Linked DNA regions of Ovis aries: region 2 is linked to region 1. Evidence: chromatin contacts called from public Hi-C data. All regions are on one chromosome and are shown on one strand. The core of a region is the stretch at or near the end of the contact, and the rest is flanking DNA. Distances in the headings are between cores, read along the strand shown. Region 1 has its middle 120 kb from the start of MKI67. Region 2 has its middle 68 kb from the start of TRNAS-GGA.

Region 1 (5,606 bases), core at 627-3,126:
CACCTCCACCCACAGCTCTGTCTGAGCGGTGTCCACACCTTCTTCCCAGCCTGGTCCTAAGACCCCAGGGGATGAAAACCAAGACAGCATCTACACCTCTCTCCAAATCAGTAACACAGACCTTTGCAAAAGACAATCAGTGTGATGACAGAAAGGGTCAGGCACACCTTTCCGATCACGTTGCCACTAACACTCAAGGCATAAATGAGAGGGCCTGACCCGCCCGGCGCCCCAGCCACTCCTCTCTGGCCAGCTCGCCGGCTCTTCACACCAGGAGTCGTCACTGTCACCCCCCCGTGCTTTCAGGCCCCTCCCTCCAGCAGACCCCTCCTTCTGGGTACCCCACCGGGACCACCAGCGAGTCTCCAACCTAGTTAAAGTTACTCCAGCCTAGGAAGCTGTGTGTGTTGGTGGACTTGTTTTCAAGAACACCAGGCAATCAGGGCTCAGCAGAGTTCAGCCCAGCGAGGCCCAGGGAGGGAAGTGGGCACACAGCAGTCACGCGGTTCACACGTGGCAGAACCACCTGGGAACCCAGGAGCCCTGACTGGGACACTCAAGTTCATTGTAGGTACCCTGTACCTCCAGAGCAGAGGCTGGTCCTTCTTGGAACTTTAACTTCATGGACTGACGTACACACACCTATACGCGTGCACACTTTCACATGAGCACGTGTGTACACAGATACGCCGAAATAAAAGTTTCTATGTCACGCAACAACCTAAATGGAAGGAGAATTGGAAAAAGAACCGATACATGGATATGTATAACCGAATCATCTTGCTCTACACCTCAAACTAACACAACTTCGTTAATCAATTATCCTCCAGTATAAAAGTTCAAAAATAAAATAAAACTAAAAAATAAAATGTTTAAAATTAAAATGGTAAATAAAACTCAGAAAAATAGCACTTATCCTCATCACGAGCTATGAATTCTGGCGTTTCTTCGCAAGTTCTCATTCATGCATACTGCAAGACCCATGGTTGGAAGCGCGACTTGATACCCAGGCTCCTGCAGACAACTGGACTGAGACCTAGAGAGTTTTCACGGCTTCGCCAGCAGCCCACTGGTATGAAGGCCACTGTAACATCCTGACTTTTTCCCTTAACCCTAGCCCTGAACCCTAACACTGCATCCCGTGGCCCTCGCCCAGGTCTCCTGCCTCCTCCCACGCGTCTGAAATCTCATCCCTTTGGTGCCCGAGACACGCATTTGTCACAAGCGCTGACCCCTCTGTCTGCCCACCACACCCAGCTCAGGTGCCCCACCTGCCCTGGCTGGGCTCAGCTTCAGGGATTCCCAGGCAGATGGGTGGCCAGTTGTGGCCCAGGGAGCAGCTGCAGACAGCAAGACACCCTCCCCCGGGCACAGGGCCCTGGGTACGCCTTCTAGAGGAAGAGGGTCTCCCCAACCGCTTGGGGTTTCCTGGACACGCAGAGGCCTCCCTCCCAGGGCTCGTTCGCCAGCGCAGCTCTGAACCGCACCAGTGCAGGGGCAAACCGAGACCCTCCCATTGAATTGCAGGACCCAGCCCTCAGGCCTGGATGGTCTGTGGTGTTTGGGGGTCAGAGATGGCTCTCTAGATTACTTCTGCCCCTTGCTGGGGAAACAAAGCCTGAGAACCCACAGTGAGGACCACATTGGCGATCCCTGCGCTTGACAGCCTCAGCTCTGTGGGTCTCTGAGAGCCCTTGGCCGCCTAAGGAGACAGCAGAGACGGAGGGGCACCGCACCGGGGGCGCCAGGAAACGTCCAGGAGGCCTCCAACTCTCCTCCCCTCTTCCCGCCTGGCCAGGAGGCCCTCCAGGAGGAGGGGCTGGGGAAGGTTGGAGGGCCGGGTACGCGCGGTGCACCCCACACCTTGTGCAGCTTAAGAGTGCCATCTAGTGCCTGCAGGGTGCAACTGCGAGGGGCCGGAGCTCATCGCGGGCTGCACCTCAGGAGCCTGCCTCCTTCCCCTGGCGCAGCCAGCCTGCTTGGCCTCTGCATGATGGGTCACGGCCCGAGGTGCTCTGGCCTGAAGCGAGGGCACAGGGACGCCCCCCGCCCCGCACCTGCACCCCACGTGCACCACCTCGGTCTCTCGTCACCCAGCCTGCCGTCCCAGCCAGCCCGGCCTTGGCTTTGTGTGCGGCTCATGGCTGGGAAGGTGTATGCAGCGTGGACCTGAGCTGGTCAGAACACTAGCAGAAAAGAAAGGAAAGAGGTGAGAGGAAGAGAAAGCAAGAAGCAAATAAGGAAGGGAAGGAGAGAAGGAAGGAGGGGTGAGAACAAAGCCAGGACTGAGACAAATGAGTCTGCACGTGGCTTTCAGCTGGTTTCAGCCATGATGTCAGATTCCAGAAACTCGGTTCCATATTCAGAGGGTTTGAACCATGAGTACAGAAAGCATGAGCCCTTCAGGGAAAATGCCAGAAATTGTACCTGGCTACCCCTCAGGGCCTCAATCTCTCCATCTGTAAACCGAGACCTTTGGCAGCTCCCTGAATCCTGGCTCCGTGACCTCCCGACACGGTTCTCAGGCCTCTGCTCGCCATGCCTGCAACATAGCCAAAAGGCTCAGAAAAATGCCGGCTTCGAATTGCATCTCTCATCCCAAGTGTAGATTGAAAGAGTTTCATGGACGAGAACAAGACAAAATACAATTTTAAGATGGCAGAAAGGGGTCGTGGGGGAGGGTCCCAGTGGTTGGTACTGATATCCAGCCTGGAACCTCGTTTCTGTTTTTTGAAACAAAGTGTAAGGACAGCGGCAGGTGTCCTAGGAGGAAGCCAGGTACAGAGAGAGTGATGTGAGGGAAACCGTCTCCATTTGGCTTTCTTGGTCATGTGACTGGCACACAGGACGCCCCCTCCAATGCCAGGGGAGCCCCCTGAGTTGCGCCTGACGTAAGACCATCAGTGTCTGTTGCAGGCACTGGGAGAGAGCAGGCGCACTGACGCTGACGATTAGTAGTAATATCCTCTGATACTACTTATGCATGTATATCGTGGCGGCCTTGGAGACTGGAGAGATAAATGCATTTGTCTTCTTTTCTTGTTCTGATGAAAACAACCCAGGACATGAAGCTCAGGGGGTTTTGTCTAGGGTCACGCCAGGAGAACAGAGCCTGGGAATCCTGGCTCCGACCTTTGCCCTAAGCTCCTGACTTTTCAAGCTGCTCCACGTAAGAGAAGGACAGTTCTGAGAAATGAGCCCAATTGGCCATGAAACACGATATCTTAATTTCACGCAGGTAGTTTAAAACAAGCCTAATCCAGGTCCTAGGCCGAGAAATTTACTCGCTGCCCTGGATGGCTTCCACATTTAAACTCAATTTGTATTTGGAAGGGGGAAGGAAAAAAGTCTGCAGCCAGGTCTTAGGAAACAGTATACAAGAAGTCGGCCTTTTCAGCAGATTGGTTAAGTGGGTGTTTTTAATGCAAATTAGTTCAAATGGCTATCAAGAGTAATTATTGTAAAAGACAGGCAACAGTGTTGCCATCATCCTGCCCTCATCTGGTTCTTCTATAGTCTCCTTTAAATAACTTAGCCATAAAATTTCAATTGACCACCAGGAAAAAAAAAAAAAAGGTGCTCGGAGGCTGGCACGTGTCCGGTAGGGTGAGGGTCCCCACGACCCCGATGGAGCCCCCAGGCCTGCTCCTCCTCCCAGGGTGAGAAAGGGGCTGATTCCCCCAAGAGGAGTGCCCACCTGCTTCTGAGGCATCCACCCTAGTCCCAGGGACACAGGTCCCCCATGTGAGTCGGTGTATTATAGTAATATTAGGTAAATCCAGGCAAGCCGATGAGATAGTAACAGGAAATTGCATCTCATTTGTTCTGAATTTGCCAAATTCTAAATCTTCAGGGAGGTATATTTATTTCACACATTTGTTAATGGGGTCTGTTCCTTACAGCCCCAAAATGCTGACTATACAATGGGAATCAGATTCTCTGTCTGGCCTTAATTCATCATCACAAACAGATGTAGAAACTTGATTTCAGATTTCTCTCGCTCTGCCTCTCCCATTCATAATCGCCGCACCTCCGTCACTAACAGCATCTGGAGGAGCCCTTTTATTTACCTATTATGGTATCATTTGTAACATAAAACTGTTGTGTTCTCTTTTCATTAACAGATTCAGTTGCAAATGCTGGGGAAAAAAATTACAAAGAGTCCCTTTTTAAAATGTGCACATTTACTGGGATTATTAAATCACAGCAGCTAATAGTGGTTGTCACCAACTTAATTTAAAAAGCTGATTATTACTCAAGCCCTATGTATTCCAGGCCTGATACTGTATAATTAGCAGTTGTGATTATTTAGTTAATTTGCAGATTAGGAGCAAGTGCCTGTTTTGAAAAATGCAGCCACTCGACCTTCAGCTACAGAGCAACGTGAGGCAGCCCCTGTTCCAGGAGAACAAAAGTTTCCTGTCAAATAAATGCATTTTGATGTAGGTCAAGGGGAGTAAAGAGATGCTTTTCAGATCACCCGCCTGCATCCTTGCAGCCAAAAGTCCGGAGCAAAGGCCACTCCGGACGTGTTTAAATGAGCTCCTTCCCTGGTGGAACCAAACCAAATCGAACAGCACACTTGGCGCCTAAACAAGTTAAAAGATGGTCCTTGTGGGCACCAGCCGCTAACGCAATAGTAACTAGGCAGAAAACATCCGAGCGACCCAAGGCTGCATAAAGACTGAGGCGTCAAGACCAGTCCGAAGTGGAGAGGCACTTGCAGTTGGGAACGAGCCCGTCTCGTAGGCATTATTTCTAATGCTGCGTTTGTCATCAGTCATACGATGGTAATAAAATTTGTAACTGTTTCCCTTAGACGCTGGTGCGATTTTCCTCATCTAATAGACAATGCAAATGCTAACAGGCACATATACATCTTCATTAGATAAGCCCGTGCCTGAGCCACACTCCTCAGAGACAGTTTTATTCATTTTTATACAATTTGCCTACTGTACGGTACAGATGGTTTCTATTAAGTAAAATATCTGTTTTCTTCCAAATTTTTAGTTTTCGTGATTAAATTACTTTAAAATGATGGTACATTGTATTATCTTCTTTCATGACTTAATTTAGCTCAAATACTCCCAGCATCAACTCGAAGCCCAGTTTCATCCACTCAGAAAACCGACCTCATACTGTGATTTTTCCAGGGCTTATTCCACTCTGGCTGTGATTTCTATTCTTCATCAATTACTTTCACCGGAGTCTTAACTCCACGAATTATCTTCAGGAGATGAATCTGAATCTGAATACAAATGGAAACCCCGGACTCTGATGTTAAAACAGGATTTCTCCCCTAAATGGTTTAAAATTCGAGATGTCCTTTGTTAATAGGCAAGTTATTGCTGCCAGCATCTCAGCAGCAGAGTGGCTGGCAGCGTGAAATATTCAAGGCTGCTGCCCCCACGTGGCAGGCCTTGGAGCGGATTTCTCTTCCCTGCCAGCCTCCCTGCACTCCGTTCCTCCTGAAGTGGCTGCACGTGGACACCTCCTTCAGCTGGAAGGAGAGCTAGGCAATGCCGTTCGTGGCCCGTCGTCCCACGGCTGGGGGCATCCCCTGGCCCTCGGCTCCCCCGGAAGCCGAAGCTCATCTCTGCTCCTTG
Region 2 (6,128 bases), core at 2,860-5,359, 240 kb before region 1:
TGAAGGTTAAGTGTATCACTCTTTAGCAATCAGTTGACACAGATATAATAAAATAACTTCTCCCAGAGCTGTGTTTCAGCAATGAGCATTTCTAGTCCTGGACCCCTTCTCCACCATAGACCCCCACTTTAAGCATATAGAGTATGAATTCTTAAGAACCCTCCTTAAGATAAGAGACTCAGGGCAGAATTTCAGCTACAGTTTCTTCTGAACTGGCGTTAGTCTTTACAATAATGGTGTTTATTGGGCTAGGAAAGAGCACATTGGGTGCTGGGTTTCCTTTTCATGAGGGGGACCCAACATTTATGCATATATTGAAGGATAGATCAGCTATCTTCCACTCAGGAATTGCTACTACACTCCAAGTAATTTTAAAAAGCAGGGTCACAGCTCTGCAGTACGAGCATGAGATGACCAAGTTCTATGACGGACAAGGAAACCATCTACTTGTTGAAGTGTGACTCCACAGTGAGAACAGAACGAGGTGGGAGGGAACGTGGGGGCCCGGAGGAAGGCTGTCCAAAAGATACCTAAATCCAAGTCTATCAGACCTTGCCAGAGGAAGAGATGCCTGGCAATTCAAGCTGAATGATCTTGACTCGGTTGTTGGTCCAGTTGGGGCACTGTGTTCTTTGGTTAGAGGCAGAGGCATGACGGGCCAGCAATCCATCATGCTCTTGGAAGAACTCCTACATGACAACAGCAGGTGGTGAGGAAGGGCTCCAGAGCTTTCTGGGGTTCACCTTGAGAGCTCCCCAGCCTTAGGGAGGATGCAATTACTCAGAGCTTGACTCCCCCTGTGAGGGCCACTGAGGCAAGCCTGCCAAAGCCTACCTTTGCATGGAAGAAGAGGCATTGTTTTCTGTCTAAATGACCCCTGAGATGAACAGAGAATCAGGACACCTTGTTAGACTCAGGAACTTAATCTGACATCATAGCCTCTGGGAACAAGAACTGCCTGCCCCTGCATCTGCGGGGGCTTCCCTGCTGGCTCAGGTGGTGGAGAATCTGCCTGCAGTGCAGGGGACCCAGGTTCTATCCTTGGGTGGGGAAGGTCCCTTGAAAAAGGGAATGGCAGCCCACTGTACTGTTCTTGCCTGGAGAATTCCATGGGCAGAGGAGCCCGGTGGCCTACAGTCCATGGGGCCGCAAAAGAGCCTGAAATCGAAAAGCGCTCTAATTTTTGTTGAGTGATACCAAATATTTTACAGGCTTGGGTGGCTTCGAAGTTCCTTCTTTTTAAAAGCAGTTCTCCTGTTCTATTTGCCATCATATTTGCATGTTTTAACTAGTCATCAAAAAACATAGTCAATGACTTCTCGGGTTTGAATTTCTGTGGAAAAACTTCAAAATGCTATTGGAATAAAGAAAGAAAAAAATGTCAGGCTTTTCATAATCCTTAACAATTCCACTGATGAACAGCAGATGGGGCTACAAAAGTCACACAATTAAAGACATGGGGGAAAGAAAAGACCCTTTTAACCTAGAAACCAAATCACTCAGAACCATTTCAAAGTATAAATAAGGCTTTTCTTTGTGATTTAAAATGTCAGTGAGTCTATCCCTGTTGGAACTTCTGCAGAGTATCCCAGATAGCCTCACGTGTCACAATTAACTTACTTTTCAACTTGGTAGATTTTGAATTCCTCCTCCTGTGTTTATTCATGTTAGAATACAAATTTCTAGAAGACAAAAAAAAAAAAAGATATATAATTAAATTGCAGTGACCCCATCTTATCCACATATCTCAGAACCAGGAGAAAACATGTCTATGTCCACGTGCACAGCAGGCTGGCACACATTCAGGCACACAAATTCTTTAAATACTCATTTCTCACTAGATTTCATAGCCTGCACCATCAGAGGCTGAAGAAATTAATGTGTCAATGCAGACCATTCACAAAAGTGTGAAAACAAGGCAAAACGCAAAGGCTAGAGTGGAACCGGTCAGGCGAGTGTCCTGTTGGCAAAGGGCAGTGATGGCACCAGGAAAGAAAGGTCTCCCTCTGGCCTCAGCAAGTCCAGCAAACAGCCCCCGATTTCCTCTGGAAACAGGACTGAGAGCATCTCTGCTGCCGGAGGCTCACCTGGCTTCAAGACGTATTCTCAGCTGCATCCACGTCCATCCGGGGAGAGAGGTGAGCACGGAGCGGAGAGACCACTGTCACTTCTGGACAGATTCGGTCCACAAGTGTGTCAGGGATCTGAAAGCGGCCAGACAGGGCTGTCTACAGAGGTCCACTCTTCACCCAGAGGAAAACAGAAACGGGCTCCTGCCTCTGGCGAGGAGGAGCCGGCTGCCAAGTGAAAGCGGCGATTTTATGCTTGTGATATAGATTGGGGCAATTAACAAGTATAAGACGTTTCAAAATCAGCTTAAATCTGCATTTTATGTGTGCAAGTTTCCAGCTGCAACGGACCCAGGATAGCAGCAGAGGGAGGGAGCCGCAGCTGCCGTGGGCTTCGGAGGTAGCAGGCAGCTGTTAAAATAAAGAGCTAATGGTGATTAATCCTTGTGATGTGTTCCAAGACTTCACAAAGAGTTCAAGACCCAACCCTTCCCATGGGGGACAAAGCAAAGCAGGACGATTCCTGGAAAAAGCGGCTCCAAGGAGACCTGGCTGGATGGTGAACATCCCCAACCCGGTCATCTCAGTGTTCAGCTTTTAATTCGATTGAGTATCTTTACCAGCTCAGGTGCTCCAAGTATCTGCTAGGTCACACTTGAATAAGTTACATGGAGTGATTTTTTTTTTTTGCTCTGTCTCCCACTGTGGCCAAGCTGGGCGTTCATCACGTCCCCTCTTTGGGAAGCGTTGCTGCCACTTCTGGGGACAGGAGCCATCCTCCAAGGCCCAGTCTGGCCTCACCCAACAGCTTGGGCCATTTTATCATTTCCTGGTGGGTAGCAACTCTGTGCGTAGAAAGCAGCACCCCTAGGACGCCCTTAGAAAAGTCTTTCCAGAAACTGATTTTAACTTTTATCTCCCACTATGAGTACATCCGGGGTCAAATACCAGAATGCTAAGAGGCTCATTCATTTCTGACATTTTATGTAACTTGGACTTCTATAAAAGGTGGCTTGTTTTCCCTGTGTTGAACACAAAATTGTATGCTATATTCTCAAGGGGGAAAAGTGAAGTGAAAGTGAAGTAGCTCAGTAGTGTCCGACTCTTTGCGACCCCATGGGCTGTAGCCTACCAGGGTTCTCCATCCATGGGATTTTCTAGGCAAGACTACTGGAGTGGGTTGCCATTTCCTTTTCCAGGATATCTTCCTGACCCAGGGGTTGAACCTGGTTCTCCCACATTGTAGGCAGATGCTTTACCATCTGAGCCACCAGGGGGGAACCAGTGCAAAAAAAGTAGGATGCCACAAAATAAGAAAATTATATCAAACATAGCTAAAATAATATTTAAAGTAACAAGATGTTTACAATATAAATAAGAAAAATAAGAAAACAAATCTCCCCAATTTTCTGCAAAATATATCTAGGCAAGCATTAGTTCTTAAAGATATAAACTGAAGTTCAGGAGTGAGTAGCCCAAAAGTCAGAATCACTGATACTTCTCCACCTAGCAGTTAACTGGAAGGGACTGGCAGTGTCTTTATTTGCAAAGTCTTTTGATCGATTCTATCATGGAAGGTGATTCCAGCTTGAAGAAGAATGATCTGGCAATAGTCTTAGCCAGATACTGGACTCGAAAATCACCAAGAAGGCATCAGACAACCCTCCAACATCTACAGCAGGACTTGATACCCAAGTTGAAGCTTTTCAGACCCCGTTTCCTGAAGGAGCTGGAAGTCAGTATTTTTTTTTCAGAGTGTATGTTGACTTGCTAAGTGGGGAGGGGAAAGAAACACAACACAGGTGGTGACCCGGGCTGCAGAGACCGTGGACAGAGGCTCGGAGTTGCTCAGACGCAGCTGGGGATCCGGAGCGTGGGCTGGAGCGGGCACTGCGGAGCGCATCTGCTCTCCGACGGCATCTCGCATTTGTGTTTTTCTGCTCGCGCATTTTCTACATGAGATGCATTCCTCTACACAGGTCAGAACGCAGACGGGCTGGGATGCAAATGAGGCAGAAGAGTGACTGCACGGCTGTCGGCACGGCCTTCTGGCGTTGACATCAGTCCGAGGGCTTCACGGATGGAAACAAAGAGCGCTTGTGTCCCTGCTTCCTACTGAGGGAAGATCGTGTTGCTCGGCCCTCTCTCCAGCTTTGCTTTAGTTTTTAAAAAATGGAAGGAGGATTATTACAGAGTGGAAACCAGAATAAGTCCGAAGCCCCATAACAGTCCTTAGATTGCAGGAGCAAGAGGACCCAGAGGGTTGAGTCTGGGGCTTCAGAGGCAGCGGGCCCCTAGTCCACCGATGCCTCCAGGACCCACCAGGGTGGGGTGAGGAGCCATCCCCCAGCTTCTGTGTAAAGATGCTTTGCATTCAGCTAATTTTCCTCACAGCATCCCCGTGATCACCTGATTGTTACAAAGGGCAGGCAGTCTTCTGATTTAGCCTCTTCTATTTAAAATATGGAGGGGCTTCCCAGGTGACCCAGTGGTCAGGAATCCACCTGTCATGGCGGGAGACACAGGAGATGTGGGTTCAATCCCTCGGTGGAGAAGATCCCCTGGAGGAGGAAACGGCAACCCACTCCAGTATTCTTACCTGAAGAATCCCATGGACAGAGGAGCCTGGCGGGCTACGGTCCACAGGGTCGTAAAGAGGAACAGGACTTAGCGACTGAGCATGCCTGCGTTTGAAAATGGAGCCACAGCAAGTGAGCAAGGGTCGTTGCTCCTTCACCTTCCTCTGGGCACGAGGACCCTCAGCCTGGACGAGGCCAGTGCACATCCCAGAGCCATGAGTTCGAGGTCCCTGGAAGGTTACACTTTGGAAAAGGTAACCAGAGGGAGACAAGCAACTGGAGATACACTTAACCTTCAGCGTCCCTTGCTCGGACTTTGGGGGAGGTGGTGACTTTGGTGAGAAGGCATGGAAGGAGGCTTCCTGTGTCTCCTTTAAGGAGAACATCTCACCAGGTGGAGGGCAGCTGGGCACTGGAGCCCTGGCTCTGACCCGAGAGCCTACACAGCCTGCTGCACTCACGGGGGCGTCCCCAGGGCCGTGCAAGCTGGAACGGCAGAGGTTTCCATCCAGCCCAGAGTCAGGGCCCAGCAGAGAAGCCGGTCACAGCTGCTGTGCTCCGAAACTCTAACAGCCAAAGGTAGGGGGTCCTGGAGGGGTGCCAGGAACTGCCTGAGAGGTCAGGGGGAGGGGGGCATGCGGAAGGAGGCTGTAATGGGATGGCAGAGTGCCCGGGATTCATGGGGCATGAAAGGGGGGGCGACGCGGCACTGAAGGATTGTGGGGAGGCAGGAACAAGGCTGGAGAAATGCGGAGCAAACTGCGATGCACCCCCAGACAGCGGTCCGGAAAGACAGGTGAGGAGGAATGGATTCCGCACCATAACACGCTTCTCATTCTGGCGCTAAAAGTGTCTGCAAAAATCTAGCAACACACATTCAATCAAAAATTGCACAATCCTGATTGTTTCCAGAGGAAAATGCGTCTTTCTCTGCAAAACGGCAAGTGTTTCTATCCTTTTCTCACTCGGTCTAGGAAAATCTCTACATGAAGGCATGACTACCGTGACCAAAAGTGAGGATCTCTGTACAAATTCTGTGGAATGTATTTTAACAAAAACTGTTCAAATTTCTGATTCATATAAAAGTGTATAACTGTGTTTCTAAAGCAAATTATTTCTGATTTTTTCCCCCAATGTTTGATTCCAATTTCTACTCCCTTGCTTCAGTAAAAGTAGACTTTGTATCATAACAGAAGTACAGGAGCACTTCCCTGCTGGGCTTATTCAGGACATGCCTGAATTCCTTCTGCTTGTTGGACAAAAAAAAAAAAAAAAAAGAGAGAGAGAGAGAGAGAAAGACTAAAATGCAAGACCAGTGAGCAAAGGACAATCAGGAAAGAAACCTCAGTGTATACCCGGAGACCAGAGAACAAAAGAGGAAGAACCAGGGCAGAGCCAGGGCGGTGGGGGGCTGGGAGGGTTGGGGGATAGGACGAGCTCAGAGAGAGAGTCAAGCGAGGTGCAGTGCGCACAGGTGAAA

Evidence for each region. A called contact is a pair of places that touch in the nucleus more often than the background predicts.
Region 2: a contact with region 1 is called in a Hi-C map of hypothalamus, with 5 times the contacts expected there. The contact joins two enhancer-like sites. A contact is called at or near these places in 5 of 16 Hi-C or Micro-C datasets (hypothalamus, muscle, omental adipose tissue and 1 more).

What each region holds. Positions count from the first base shown.
Region 1 is chr22:47,142,086-47,147,691 of ARS-UI_Ramb_v3.0, reverse strand. No RefSeq gene overlaps it. Among named protein-coding and RNA genes, the nearest start is that of MKI67, 120 kb to the right of the region's middle. Within about 2 kb of position 1,876, at least 1 of the 54 cell types and tissues checked has an H3K27ac peak or open chromatin away from gene starts, as enhancers often do. A contact at or near this core is called in hypothalamus, where this site is marked.
Region 2 is chr22:47,385,687-47,391,814 of ARS-UI_Ramb_v3.0, reverse strand. No RefSeq gene overlaps it. Among named protein-coding and RNA genes, the nearest start is that of TRNAS-GGA, 68 kb to the right of the region's middle. Within about 2 kb of position 4,109, at least 3 of the 54 cell types and tissues checked have an H3K27ac peak or open chromatin away from gene starts, as enhancers often do. A contact at or near this core is called in hypothalamus, where this site is marked.